2 separate regions of the Sus scrofa genome follow, and region 1 is linked to region 2. The links are chromatin contacts, called in public HiChIP or PLAC-seq maps. All regions are on one chromosome and are shown on one strand. The core of a region is the stretch at or near the end of the contact, and the rest is flanking DNA. Distances in the headings are between cores, read along the strand shown.

Region 1 (6,633 bases), core at 2,343-4,842, 540 kb before region 2:
CCTTTTTTTTTTTTGGCTTTTTAGGGTCGCCCCCGAGGCATATGGAGATTCCCAGCCTAGGAGTCAAATCAGAACTGTAGTCACTGCCTACACCACAGCCACGGCAATGCCAGATCTGAGCCATGACTCTGACCTACACCACAGCTCGTGGCAACACCAGATCCTTAAACCATTGAGCAATGCGAGGGTTAAGAATCCAGCTTTGCTGTGAGCTGTGGTGTAGGTTGCAGACACAGCTTGGATCCCAGTTGCTGTGGCTCTGGCGTAGGCCAGTGGCTACAGGTCCGATTTGACCCTAGCCTGGGAACCTCCATGTGCCGCAGGCGCGGCCCTACAAAGACAAAAAGACCAAAAAAAAAAAAAAAAAAAAAAAGAAAAAAAAAAAAAAACAAAACAGGAGTTCCCATCATGGCTCAGCAGAAACAAATCTGACCAGCATCCACGAGGATGTGGTCCAAGGAAGAACTCCCTGAGAACAAATATTTACACTGAAATCTGAAGGATGACATGGCGCCAGCCAAATGGGGAAGGTAGGGGGGAGGCAATGTTTCAGGAAGTGGATATATAGACGTGAGCTATCCACACGGTGAGCCCCCCAAATCTAGTAAGTCTGGATATAGACAGCAAGATGGAGAGTAGCTAGAGAGGGGTTGGGGTAGACAGAAGATGACCATAAGCCACATTAAAGAGTTTGAATCCATTGGTTACCATGTTGGTCTTCTCTACAGATGAGCTGTTTGAATCGTGGGCCATATTCTATCTTTGTACCCCAGAGTTCCTCACAATGATGAACATGTGGTAAAAGAATATTTATTTTTAAAAGGAAGGAAGGAATGAAAGAAAGGGAAAGAAAAAAGGACAGTAAAGAATTTAAGAATAAAAAAAGAATTTAAGAATGGATTCCTATATATAAACATTGAAGAAAACTTGAGTATGAGACATTGTGTTAACCATTTTTAAGAGTAAGAGTCATGGTTTCTTGGCTAAGGTTTCAGAATCTGGGTTTTGAAATAAAGCTTTAACATATTCTAGAACTTCAGGCAAATCTTTGCTCTCAGGACATGTTTCCTCTTCTGCAAAATGATATATTCCATGTATCATCATCTCTATCTCAGAAATCCAATAATTCTATAAAAAGAGCTTTTGAATGAGTGTAGGGCAGATTTCTGTCATTCAGAGCCCAATTGGTTGCAAATTGCAGTGTGATTCTTGTGGATGCCACATCATGAGGAAAGGATCATGGGAAGGGTCCGTTTTCAGGAGGGTATATGCCAACATACATAATCTAAACTTTCTGATTCATCTTTGATGGAATAATCATCCTACTTCTAACAATATAGTTTGAAGAGCTATTTTTCTTCAAATTTATATTCAGTAACGCCCTCAGCATTTCTTAAATTACTAGTGTCAGTTAAGACAAGAACAAAACAAGAATGTTAAAAATACATTGTGTCTCCATGCCATTGCCACAAAAACTGAACAGCCAAATTGCCAACAAAGGCCTTCTTTTCAGGGAAGATAATTTGCATGTGGGGCTTCATTCAAGTACTTTGAAAATGTGTCCAAGGAAACATAGCAATTGAGACGATTATCAGAAACTGGTTGTATTTCATTCTAAATCACTAATTTCCAAGACACTTTTGGTAAGCTAGAGGAGGATCAAGGGAGAATATTTGGAACCTATCCTTTCCTTGAACATACAAGAAAGTTTGGATTATTCTCTAGTTTGATTCATGGCATCTTGATCTACTGCCCTGTTGTGTTCCTCCATGTTTGCAGGTGAAATTTACATTATTAGGTTTAGAACTGGGAAGAACTTTGGTGGGTGTCTATTTGGAAGACAGTTTTAGTATTTAGTAGACATTGTAGCTGATAGTTTGGAGAATAAGGTTGGAAGTCTATGGAGCCAGTGGGCTTGAACATAATTTTCTTTAAGGATTTTCCGGAAGGGAGTAAGAAGCAAGAATCGAGGCCAGATCAGTGTCATACAGGTACAGACAAATCCCATATCTTGGTATTGATGATATAGTTGAAATAGTGAGGGAAGAACGCAGGGCTTGAAGTCCAGCGTCACCTGCAAGGTCTTGACTCAAATTGCATGACCTTGGGGTGTTCCCTTGATCTCCCTGGGCCTCATTGTCCTCTTCTGTATGAGGAATGAGTCAATCCACAGGAAGCCCAAGATGTCTCAGTTCTAAGGTTCTAAAGTCTCATTTCCTACAAACTCAGGAAGACAAGCTTATTTACAAAAAATTTTAAAATTGCCTATTGTGCTTCTGAGTGAAAAATCGTAGGGAGTCAAGCTTATTCTAATAAAAATGTTCATACCTTTTATTTCAGGAAAGACTACCAATTTTAGTCAAAAGATGTATAATAGCTTCTAGATTGTTAATTATCTTCTCACTTTGGGAGAGCTTCATTTACTTTCCCCAATGAGTGTTCTTTTAGTCTTTAAGCCCGAATGTGAAGAATCAATCACTCGATTACAAACACTTTTGACTGTTTTCCTTCACACAAACACGTGTACTCCCACACATCCATCCATCCATCCATCCATCCATCTATCTATCTATGTAATTATATTTATGTATATATGTTTGATTCACTATTTGAAATATTTTTACTGCTGAGAGCTTACAACTCCTTCATGGTTTAAGGAATAATGTTTTTCAGGCACAAGCATGCACAACAATGCTATTAGCTTGTGAAGAGTGAAACAAAAAGACATCAGTACAGTCTGGAATTTCTAGGCAAATTACTCCAGGAAGTCAGCATTCCCTAGAGTAGACTTCAGTCTGTCTATGTTAACACTTCGCCAGAGATTCATCGTTCAAGTTTGCCAGACTCAGTTTAAGACTAGAGACCTCAACATATCATGAAACCATTAATAACAATGAATTATCTTTCTGATTGTGTTTGCTTGCTTCTACCCTGTACTCCTGGTATGAACTTTCTACTCCTGGAGAGGAGGTGTCTAGACTCCTCGTCTATAAAATGAGAGCAAAATGGGATTCTGCCTACAAAAGAAAGAGGCTGTAAGAAACACATTTCCAAAGGATTCTTAATTCTCAGGGGAACGCAATACATACATGTAACTTGTATTTTAAAAAATTGAGTCTTCATTGATGACCCCCCAAAACTGGTGTGATTTATACTAAAATACATTAAGGGCAATAAAGCAGAAAAATCGTGAATACAAGAGTAAGAAGAACCAACCGACTGTAAGGGGAAAAAGAGCAGGAGTCTTTTGTTTGTTTTTAATGTTGTTCTGTCTCTTTTGTTTGTTTGTTTTTGAGGAACTGAAGATTAAGCACCAAATCATTACCCTCGGGACGTTTTATACCTGACAAAATTTGTTTCACTGAGGAGTAGGTCAGTTCGGTGGCCTTACTATGGGATGTGAGAGTCTCTGACTTGGAGGCAGCTGAGCCTGGCAAGTAGTAACTATCAGCAGTTACCATCTGACAGTTATTCTGTGGCTTAAGAAAAAATGGCTTGTGGTCACAGTCCAATCCCTGCTGGACAGGTATCCACATCATAAGAAACCACCACGAAATCTGGCACCGAGACGAACTATTATTGGCAGCAAAGAGAGAAGGGCCTGAATCAGCATTCAGACTTGAGATCCCTGACCATCTAACCTGGTCACTTGGGGTCAGGGCTGAGGGAGGCAGGCTTGCAGGGTAAAATGGGAGCAGAGAAGGGCCCATGGCCTGAGAGCCTCTGACAGTCTATGGACAAAGCAACCGTTCTGACTTCTAGGCTTTCTCATCTGGCACAGGTTCATGCACTTACTTTCACAAAGAAAAGGAAATTCCCTCTCCCTTTATAATGAATATGATTTTTATCAGCCAGTTGAAAAATATAAGCAGATCCTACAGGCACCATTACTCTCTCATGGTCTATCTAAGCACTCTGGGTTGTTTTAAGCACAGTCACTGCGCTGAGATATCTCGCATTTTTACAGAATGGCAGAGTGATGATGAAGAAAAGCATGGAAACCCAGGCCCCGAGCTCCCTCCGCAGTGAAAGTGTGCCTTGCAGTGAGATGGCAGGTTCATGGGTAATTCCTGCTGCCCATCTCAAGGGCAACAGAGGACCGGTGGTTCTTCTATCCAGAGAGCAGAGCTCTCAAGGCCTTATTTTTCTTAAATTTGATGTCCTCATAGGCCCCAGTATCTACTGCAGAGAAGCATAAATGGCTTATTCTTCCAGTAGGAGCTCCATTTGCTTCCTTCGTGTCTCCATAGCTGGTTATTTTTAATCAACACACAGTTAAATTCATCCAGAATGGAGAGAGCATACTGATGGATCAAAGGTGTTCCCAGGGCATTGCCACCAATATGTCAACAGGAGAATTTACCTGGCCCAGGGGGCCCAACAGTCATTAAACAGGGTAGCAGTCTGGGGCGCCACTGAGCTCCACGGAATTATAGTTAACGTTGACCCTGGTAGGGTGGGTGAGGGTGGGTGCACCTCCTGCTGGTCAATAAATGAGGTAAATTTAATGGCAGCCTTTGAGGTGAACCAATGTTTTATTCCTTGGCCAAGAGTGAAAAACGCGGCTGGCTGGAGGGAGCGGAGGGTGATATTTAGGAGTGTGGAGAGGCAGGCAAAATGCTCGTAAAGAGCTTGGAAAATGCTTATAAACGTGGTTGAGAAGAGAGGAGGCATTGGAAACAAAAGCAGATTTTCCAAACCAAATCTCTGAGATGCAATTATATTTCTTTCTTTCTTTCTTTCTTTTTTTCTTTCTTTTTTCTTTTTTTTCTTTCTGGAGACACGTTCTGGTTGAACTGTGTGGTACAACTGCTAACAGCCTTTTGCCAGAAGGAGTCAAGTAAGCATGGCAAAGAAATGTTTTTCTCCTTTAGGGAATATTGACTTTTCTCTTTCCTGTGACTATTTTTTTTTTTTTTAACCCTACCTGGAAGCAGTCATAGTTGTTATAATCACATTGAACTGGATGCATGAAAATGAATCGGCCTTGAAAGGGCTTAGCATTAGTAGCCCATGGTAAAGTCACTGTAGTCAACATAGAATAATTAAAGTTTTCTGAGTTTTGTCTTTTTTCCTTCACATTGTATTTGGTTAATTTCTTTGGATAGTCACAACGTTTGGCATTTAAATGAAAGATGTATCTGCTTTTACACTAAATCAAAGACATCTTTTTACTATGTTCAACAGAGCCTCAAAGTGAAAGGAACAGAATATAATTATAAACAAGAAAAAGTGGGACTGACACGATTAAGGCAAATATAATCTAACTGTAAATTGTCATGATTGAGAGTAGAATCTAATTCCCAGTGGTTCATGATACTTAAAATATAGTTATCTGTCTTTCCATAACAACAAACAACAAAAATGATTTTCTTTACTTTTTCATCTTAACTGACTTTCGACTCACAGAGTTTTCCTGTAAATGATTTTTAAATTGAAGGAAAGGTATGGGAAAAGGCTCAATAAACTCCTAGTGCTTTCCCATTTAGGAAACACCAGAGCATACGTTCTCTGATATTTCTGGTAATTTAAATTAGTCATGTGCAAAGGAAACACTTGGCCTCTCTTAAACACTTAAATACTTCTTATTTTACTGGTCTGTTTCCTCACAATAATGAAAGTAGAAGTCCTTATTGTTTCTAAATCCTTCAATTTGGAACAGGCTAGGAGTTGATAATATTTATGCCAATAGAGCGTCTGATTAATGCTACTTAAATAAAATCTGCATAGTCCCTTAAGTCTCAAGAAAGCAGTGTGTTAAAGCTATAAAGTGACAGTAATGAGTTTTTGGATTGCTTTTCCCCCTGGTGAGCAGCAAACTGTGTTCTACTGGGGAAGGTTCCCAGAGTTGGCATTTTTATCTTCTAGGGCCACGTGGGGGAAGGTGCATGTAAAAGCCCCAGCCATCACCAGGGGGCGCCAAAGGACAGCACCTGTTTGCATAATAGGCTAAGGGGCACTGCAAAGAGTAGAAGAGAATTACCCTGAAGAGAAAAAAACCTCATACCTAGATCCACCTTGGGCCATGGAGGAGAAGCTTCTCATGATTTGTGCAAAGAGTCCACAGTCATTAAAGATAGAGGGATCATTTCACTCATCTGGAAAACCTCATTTTATAAACGGAGTCTACTGAGATCTAGAGAGGTGAAGGAACTTGTTCAAACACGCACTGGTGGACTTGGCAGAACTGGGACAGTACTGGGATCAGAACTGAAGTCTCCAGATTCTTCCTTCAGAACTTCTTCGGCTCCCCTGTGCTATCTCCCCACAATGAAAATGCTGCAAGAGAAGTTCACACACTGCATTTGACCTGTTTCCACTGTTCTTGGCAACACTTTGGTGGATGGAAAGTCATCTCCTTCCCTGGCCCTTCAGATTTTAAAGAAAAGACATTGGGAATTTCCCTCCCTACTCCTTCCTTAGAGATTCTTACAGAAGGGATCCGTGTTCTATTTTGGGAAACCGCATTCCTATTGGAGTGTGTTTTAGTCCTTTCCTCACTTTTTATCTCTACTTTTCCATTGAGGGCCAGCTGTAAGATTTTTCTTATTTCTGTAGTCAAGACTTTGTTGGCCTCTTGTCAAAACTAACAAAATCTCTCATGCCAAAAAATACATTAGGAACTAATATTTT
Region 2 (6,446 bases), core at 885-3,384:
GAACTTACCACTGGTCCCTCCCTAAGGCATCTTCCTTACCATCCAGCAGCCCCTTCTTGGCATGAGCACAGTTTCCTGGCTACTTTTTTTTTTTTTCCGCCAGGATCCTGGCTGTCATTCATTCCGGTATTTAGGTATTTAACGGCCTACAAGCTGCATAAACCCTGCAACCTATTTGTGCCTATAAAGAGTATTAAGTATATTTTTAGTGCCTGTCTTCACCAAGCTAGCATTCTAAATAGAGGGAGGCAGTAGAACAGCATGTGATAACACATGTGAGATGTTCTTTTGCAACTAACATATTTGCCAGTGATTATGGGCAGAAAGAAGAAATGGTGAAAGTTCTCGGGACAGTTGTTGGAAGAGGTTTGGACATTTTGATTTTCTTTCAAACTTCATTGCCTTAGAGTTTCTGCTTAGAGCTGATGCTTGCAGTTTTCTAAACGGTAGCAAGTAATGTCTGATAAAAATCATTGTAACCCTTTGTCTTAATTAACACCCCTGGGTGTTTTCAAATGAAGCATTACTGTTATTTGTTAGGCTCTGATCATTAGGGCAAGTCTGCGGGAGAATAAGAATAAAATAACTGCATAGAGATGTGGAGGAGGCTACAAATCTGTGGGAAGGAGAAGCATTGTAATCGTAATTCTCATTTTCACGCAGCAGGCATTTATTGAACACTTAGTACATTCCAAGATCTTTTCTAGCCCTCAGCCGCCTTCTGGATCACCCCAGGTTTCAGCTCAGTTCATAAGCACTGTCCTTTGAACAGAACTTTGCCAATAGCCAGTTAAGCCCTCTCATCAACCTTGCCATGTCCTTGTGGGCTTCAGTGAAATTAGGCAATCCGGGAGGATTTATTGTGTATCCAAGTGAATGCCAGTGGGGTATTCCTTTAAGTGTAACTTAATAAATTCAAAGAAACTGGAGGGGGGTTTGTTCTACTTATTGCATGCCTTGTTTTGTGTTTAGTTTCACAAGACTGTATGTCTTGTTTATGCAGTCATATTGCTATTGCCACTGATGAAAATATAAAGGAAATAAAAGACTCGGATGATCGCCCCTGAAAGATTTGTCATGCTGGTGGTAGATAGATACGTAGTAAGGACAACCAGCAACATTTGGGCAATCCTGCATAAAGGTTTAACGGAAGGCATTGTTGGAACCCACTGCACCCCACAGCTCTCCAAGGCATTCCATTATAAGCAGGCATCTGAAAGTCTCTTAAGATCCTGGATAAACAGTTCTCAAAATTTAGTGCCCCCAAAGTTTACCCAAGAATCTCATGAAAATCCAGAGTCCTGAAGCCCCCAACTCAGTGATTCTGATTCAGTCGATGGATGGTGAGGGCTAGGAAGTAACTCCTGGCAAGAACTCCCGAGGATTTTGAGGGAGGAGATATGCACCCTACACTTTAAGAAATGATGAGACTGTCCCCCATCCTTCCCATCAGGGAAGCAGTGAATCAAAGGATAAAATTAGGGAAGAATTATTTCGCCACTTTGAGTGTCCACTTAAGCCCAAGTGGATTTCCTTCATGAATGCTGCAATGTTACCAAGGCTCATGACTGGTTCCCTGTGAAACCATACCTGTAACTCCATTCAAAAGGGGGTGAGGGCATCCCTGCCTTAAAGACATTTTTATGAGCTACTCTCAGTCTTCATACTGCCTCCGACTTCCTTTCCTTCAAAGATGGGGTCCAGCTCTGTCAGTGGTTCAGAGCTCTGTTATTACCATATAAGGAGAGAGACGCTTAGGCTAAAAGCCCCTCTGAGATGTTTGGAGCAAAGTGTGAGGCTTTGCAGCCTCTGTGTGTTTATGACGTAAGCAACGATGAGTAGCTCAGGGAGGAGGATGGGTGATTCATTCAGGAAGAAATAGCTTGCACCTGTGAGGACACTGAAGTCGCCACTTGGCATTATTGGGGTGCTGCATCAGCTGGAAGCAGCCTCTGTCCCCAGACGAACTGCCAGCTCGTAGATCTTGAGCAGAACTGGGCCTCTCTCACCGTGGCGTTTTGCTTTTCAGAGAAAGCAAGCTTGTGACTTGCAGGAGAGCTGAGGGGAGGTATGCGCTGAGCAGCGCTCTGTCTTGGCAGGAAGGTGGCTGCTGCAGACATGGATGCAACCAGCACATGTGTTCCTACAGGACGCCTCATGGCTGGGCTAGTTTATCTTCAATAATCCCAACCTATGTCCCAGAATCACATGATTTGGCCGGGGCTCGGACCCCCTGTGTTCTTGGCTTGGGGAATAATGAAACGTGATCTCGAGACAAGATAGGATTAGGATCTGAAGACGCATGGATGGATGGATTTCTCTCTCCCGGCAGCATGTTAATGGAACATGGCATCAGGAAAATATATTTAACCTGCCCGCCGTTCGAGGAGTTCAAACATTGCCTTTGTACATGGAATCCTGCCTCTATAGTTTATGACGGCTGACAGGAACAAATTGATGTTAGAGATAAAAGAACATGGAAAACAGCTCCAGCAAGAGGCAGCGGTAGCCCTGACCGTGTCTGCTGTCACTGGCAGTAGTCATTCATCTTTGAGAAGGCACTGCATGCTATTATACCTGTCATTCAGGAGCCCATTTATCAAGAAAAGCCCTTCAGGGTACACTAATGTTAAAAGAAAAAACTCTTTGTGCTTAAAGAGTGTAGTGAATGGGACGAGGCCATGGTGAGAGCTCAGGACTGTCTCCTTTGCGCAAGCCCAGCGCAGTGAGCCAGAGTCTCTGTGATCCAGGTCGGGTCACTGGGAGGGCGGGCTTCTAGAAGGCTCTAGGCAGATCAGGACGGAATCCCTGCCGGCCCTGATGATCAGAAAGTGGCTGGTGTTGGATCCAATCATGGGAAAAGGAATGATTCACTTTGGAAAGCTTGATCTCTTGCTGTGAAACCATATGTCCTGTAATCTCTGAAAGCAGTGATAGTTCTTTCCCAACTCCATCGTACTTGCTGTGATTAAAACTCTGACTGGCACTGCAGTCACCCCTTTTCAAAATATAAATTATCCTCAAGCTCAGGGTCCACACGGGGGACACACATAGGTTCTTATAGGACTGTCTGTTAGTACTATCTACGCCTCCTGAACACTGGCCAAGAATGAAAATTCCTCAATCGTTTTATTCAACAAAATTTAATTAAAACAAAAATTCTTGTGGTGACTGAAGTAGTGACACTTACATCACAGATTTTATTTTGAATATTCTAAATTAAAATGCATTGAACAAGCCAATAAACATCTTTTTGCAAAGGTATGTATATGTGTGTGTATAGATACATATATGTATATGTATATATGTAAATTGCACAGGTCAAAGTCATGACTGCATAGAATAGAAAAAAAAAAAGGAAAAAGTGGCTGGGTGTTGGGGCAGAAGGAATGAAGATTCTGTTGCCTCTGTGCATATAAGTTCCAGTCCTTGCACTTTATTATCTTGATGTCTTGGCGTAGCACTAAAGGTATATTTTATCTTTAGATTTTGTTTCTATATTTTCAGAGAAATAAATTTTTCCTTCTTTTTTGAGATAGGAAAATAACAAGGAAATTTGTGTTTTATTAAATGGCCGGGAACCAGTGATACATTTTCAGGTCTGGCAACTGCATTTGTTCTATGGTGAGTACACGTACCTAGAAAGAAGGCAGAAATAGTCAAACACTGCCATCTGCTGTTACTCTTTCCATATTTACCATTAAAATTTGGGTTATATTCATCCTCTGTCACATAGAGGTAAGTAACGCAGAGCAGTGGATCGCAAATTCCAGGGGCATCAGAATTTCCTGGAGGGTCGCTGAAACGCAGATTGCTGGACCCCCTTAGGAGTTTTGATTCAGTGGGTCTGGATGAGGCTGGAGAAAGTGCATGTCTAACTAGGTCCCCAGATGCTGCTGCTGCTGGTCCAGCCACTGATCTATTTTAAAATGCCAAGGGTATCCTAAGTTGCTTGTCCAAAGGCTTCCTGGCAAAAGAACTCAACTTCTCTAGCTCTGTGAAGACTTAGATTTTATTGCTTATTCTAACCTATCTTCTACCTCACATAAAAAGAAGTTGGGTACGAAAGCCAAATCCGAAAGGAGTGTGATCGAGATGCAATCAATCAGGCATGCACATTGCGGTGCTTGAGGCTGAATGATTATAACAGAGGAACGTGGGATGAATGGAAGTACAGGAGATTGTTTATATAAAGAAATAACTTGGCCTGCAATGTGAAGACCCTGCCCATATGTAAGAAAACTGCTTTCGAACTAAATGGATAGTGTTGGTCTTTGAAGGTCTGGGCAGAGTCCCAGTTTTTCTGCCTTTCTTTTATATGCCACATGTTAATTTGTCTTCAAGATTCACTTACTCTGAAACGCAGATGGCCAGAAGTGTGAAATTTTGGTGGTATACTGTGCTATCATTTTTGTCATCACTAATGTATTTAGTAAAACCGGAGACTTCACTGATTAAATAACTCACTGAGCAAAGCTGTGCTTTTGAACTTTGGAAACTGATGAGAAGGAATACGCTTTAACTTTTTTTTTTTTTTTTTAATTGTAGTTAAAAAAAAAAAAAACCCACATGGCATTAAGTTTACCATCCTAGTCATTTTAGGTATAATGTTCAGTGGAGTTGAATATATTCACATTGATGGGCAACCGATCTCTTGACATTTTTCATCTTGTAAAACCGAAACTCTACAACCCATTAAACACTAACTACCCACCATCCTTTCAGCCTTTGGCAGTCACCTTTAAATTTGTTTCTATGATTTTGATTACTTTACATACTTCCTATGAGTGGGATAATATAGTATTTATCCTTCTGTGACTGGTTTATTTCATTCAGTATAATGTCCTTAAGGTTCACCCATATACACTCACCCATACTTGTTGTAGCATTTAACAAGATTTCTTTCTTTTTAAAGGCTGCATAATATTCTGTTGCATGTATGTGCCACACTTTATTTATTCATCTGATGATGGACAGATTGATTGCTTCCATCTCTTGGCTGTTAGGAATAATGCCACAAAGAACATGGATATACAAATCTTTTTTCAGGACTTGGCTTTGAATTCTTTTGAATCTGTATCCAGAAATAGGATCATAGAGTAATTCTATTTTTAATATTTGAGGGAAGTTGATACTGCTTTCTACAATGACTGACTGTACCATTTTACATTCCCATTAACAATGCACAAGGATTCCAACTTTTCCACATCCTGGCTGACACATTTTATTGCCAATAATTTTCATTATTTTCTGTTTATTTGCATAGTAGCCATACTAATGGATGTGAGGTGATATCTAAGTGTGTTTTTGACTTGCATTCCTTCATTGATTGAAAAGTAATGATGAGTCATCTTCTCATCCATATGCTTACTGACCATTTGTATGGCACCTTTGGAGAAATGTTTATTCAGGTCTTTCGCCCATTTTTGAATTGGGTTATTTGAAATTTTTTGGCATTGAATTGTGGTTCTTTATGTATCCTGGATATCAACTCTTACCAGATGTGTAATTTGCAAATATTTTATCCTATTCCATAGGTTGCCTTTTTACTTTGTCAGTTGTGCCCTTTGATGAGAAAAGCTTTTAAGTTTGATGTAGTCTCATTTGTCTATTTCTATTTTTGTTGCCTATGCTCGTGGTATCACATCAAAGAAATCATTGCCAGATCCAGTGTCATGGAGCTTTTACCTTATGTTTTCTTTTAGGAGTTTTATCATCTTGAGTCTTACATTTAAGTCTTTAATCCATTTCAGTTTAGTTTTTGTAGAAAGTGAGATAAGGGCCCAACTTAATTTTTCTACATGTGGATACCCAGTTTTCTGAATAACATTTGTTGAAGAGATTGTTCTTCCCCCCCATTGAATAGCTTCAGCATGCTTGTCAAAAATCATTTGACTACATAGGCAACGGTTTACTTATGGGCTCTCTATTATATTGTCTGTTCCCTATTCTATTCCAGCCTAGTCTAGTTCTAGTCTATGTTTGTCTTTATGTAAGTGTCACACTGTTTTGACTATTGTAGCTTTGTAACATGTTTTGAAATCAGGAAGTATAAGTCCTCCAACTTTGTTCTTCCTCAAAATTGCTTTGGTTATTCTGGGACCCTTAAGATTCCATATGAATTTTAGGATAGAATATAAATTTTATTGGAGTATAGATGACTTACAATATCATTAGTTTCAGGTGTATAAGATGGAATTTTTTTCTGCAAAAAAATACCATTGGATTCTGATAGGGAATACACTGAATCTGTAGATAGAGGTTTTGGGTTTTTTTTTTTAATAGTCTTGACCATCTTAACAGTATTAAGTCTTCCAATCCATAAACATGAGGTGGCTTTCTACTTATTTGTGCCATAAAACAAATTTTTTAGCAATATTTTACAGTTTTCAATGTGTAGTCTTTCACCTTCTTGGTTAGGTTTGATGCCCTACAACTTTACTGAA

What was found. HiChIP or PLAC-seq counts read pairs in DNA pulled down with a chosen protein or histone mark.
Region 1: an H3K27ac HiChIP or PLAC-seq map of skeletal muscle shows a contact between it and region 2. The contact joins two enhancer-like sites. A contact is called at or near these places in 4 of 47 Hi-C or Micro-C datasets (embryonic fibroblasts, psoas muscle and skeletal muscle) and 1 of 2 datasets of contacts at active chromatin or transcription factors (skeletal muscle).

What each region holds. Positions count from the first base shown.
Region 1 is chr1:30,784,025-30,790,657 of Sscrofa11.1, reverse strand. No RefSeq gene overlaps it. Among named protein-coding and RNA genes, the nearest start is that of RPS12, 140 kb to the left of the region's middle. Within about 2 kb of position 3,592, at least 1 of the 83 cell types and tissues checked has an H3K27ac peak or open chromatin away from gene starts, as enhancers often do. A contact at or near this core is called in skeletal muscle, where this site is marked.
Region 2 is chr1:30,238,384-30,244,829 of Sscrofa11.1, reverse strand. No RefSeq gene overlaps it. Among named protein-coding and RNA genes, the nearest start is that of TCF21, 260 kb to the right of the region's middle. Within about 2 kb of position 2,134, at least 4 of the 83 cell types and tissues checked have an H3K27ac peak or open chromatin away from gene starts, as enhancers often do. A contact at or near this core is called in skeletal muscle, where this site is marked.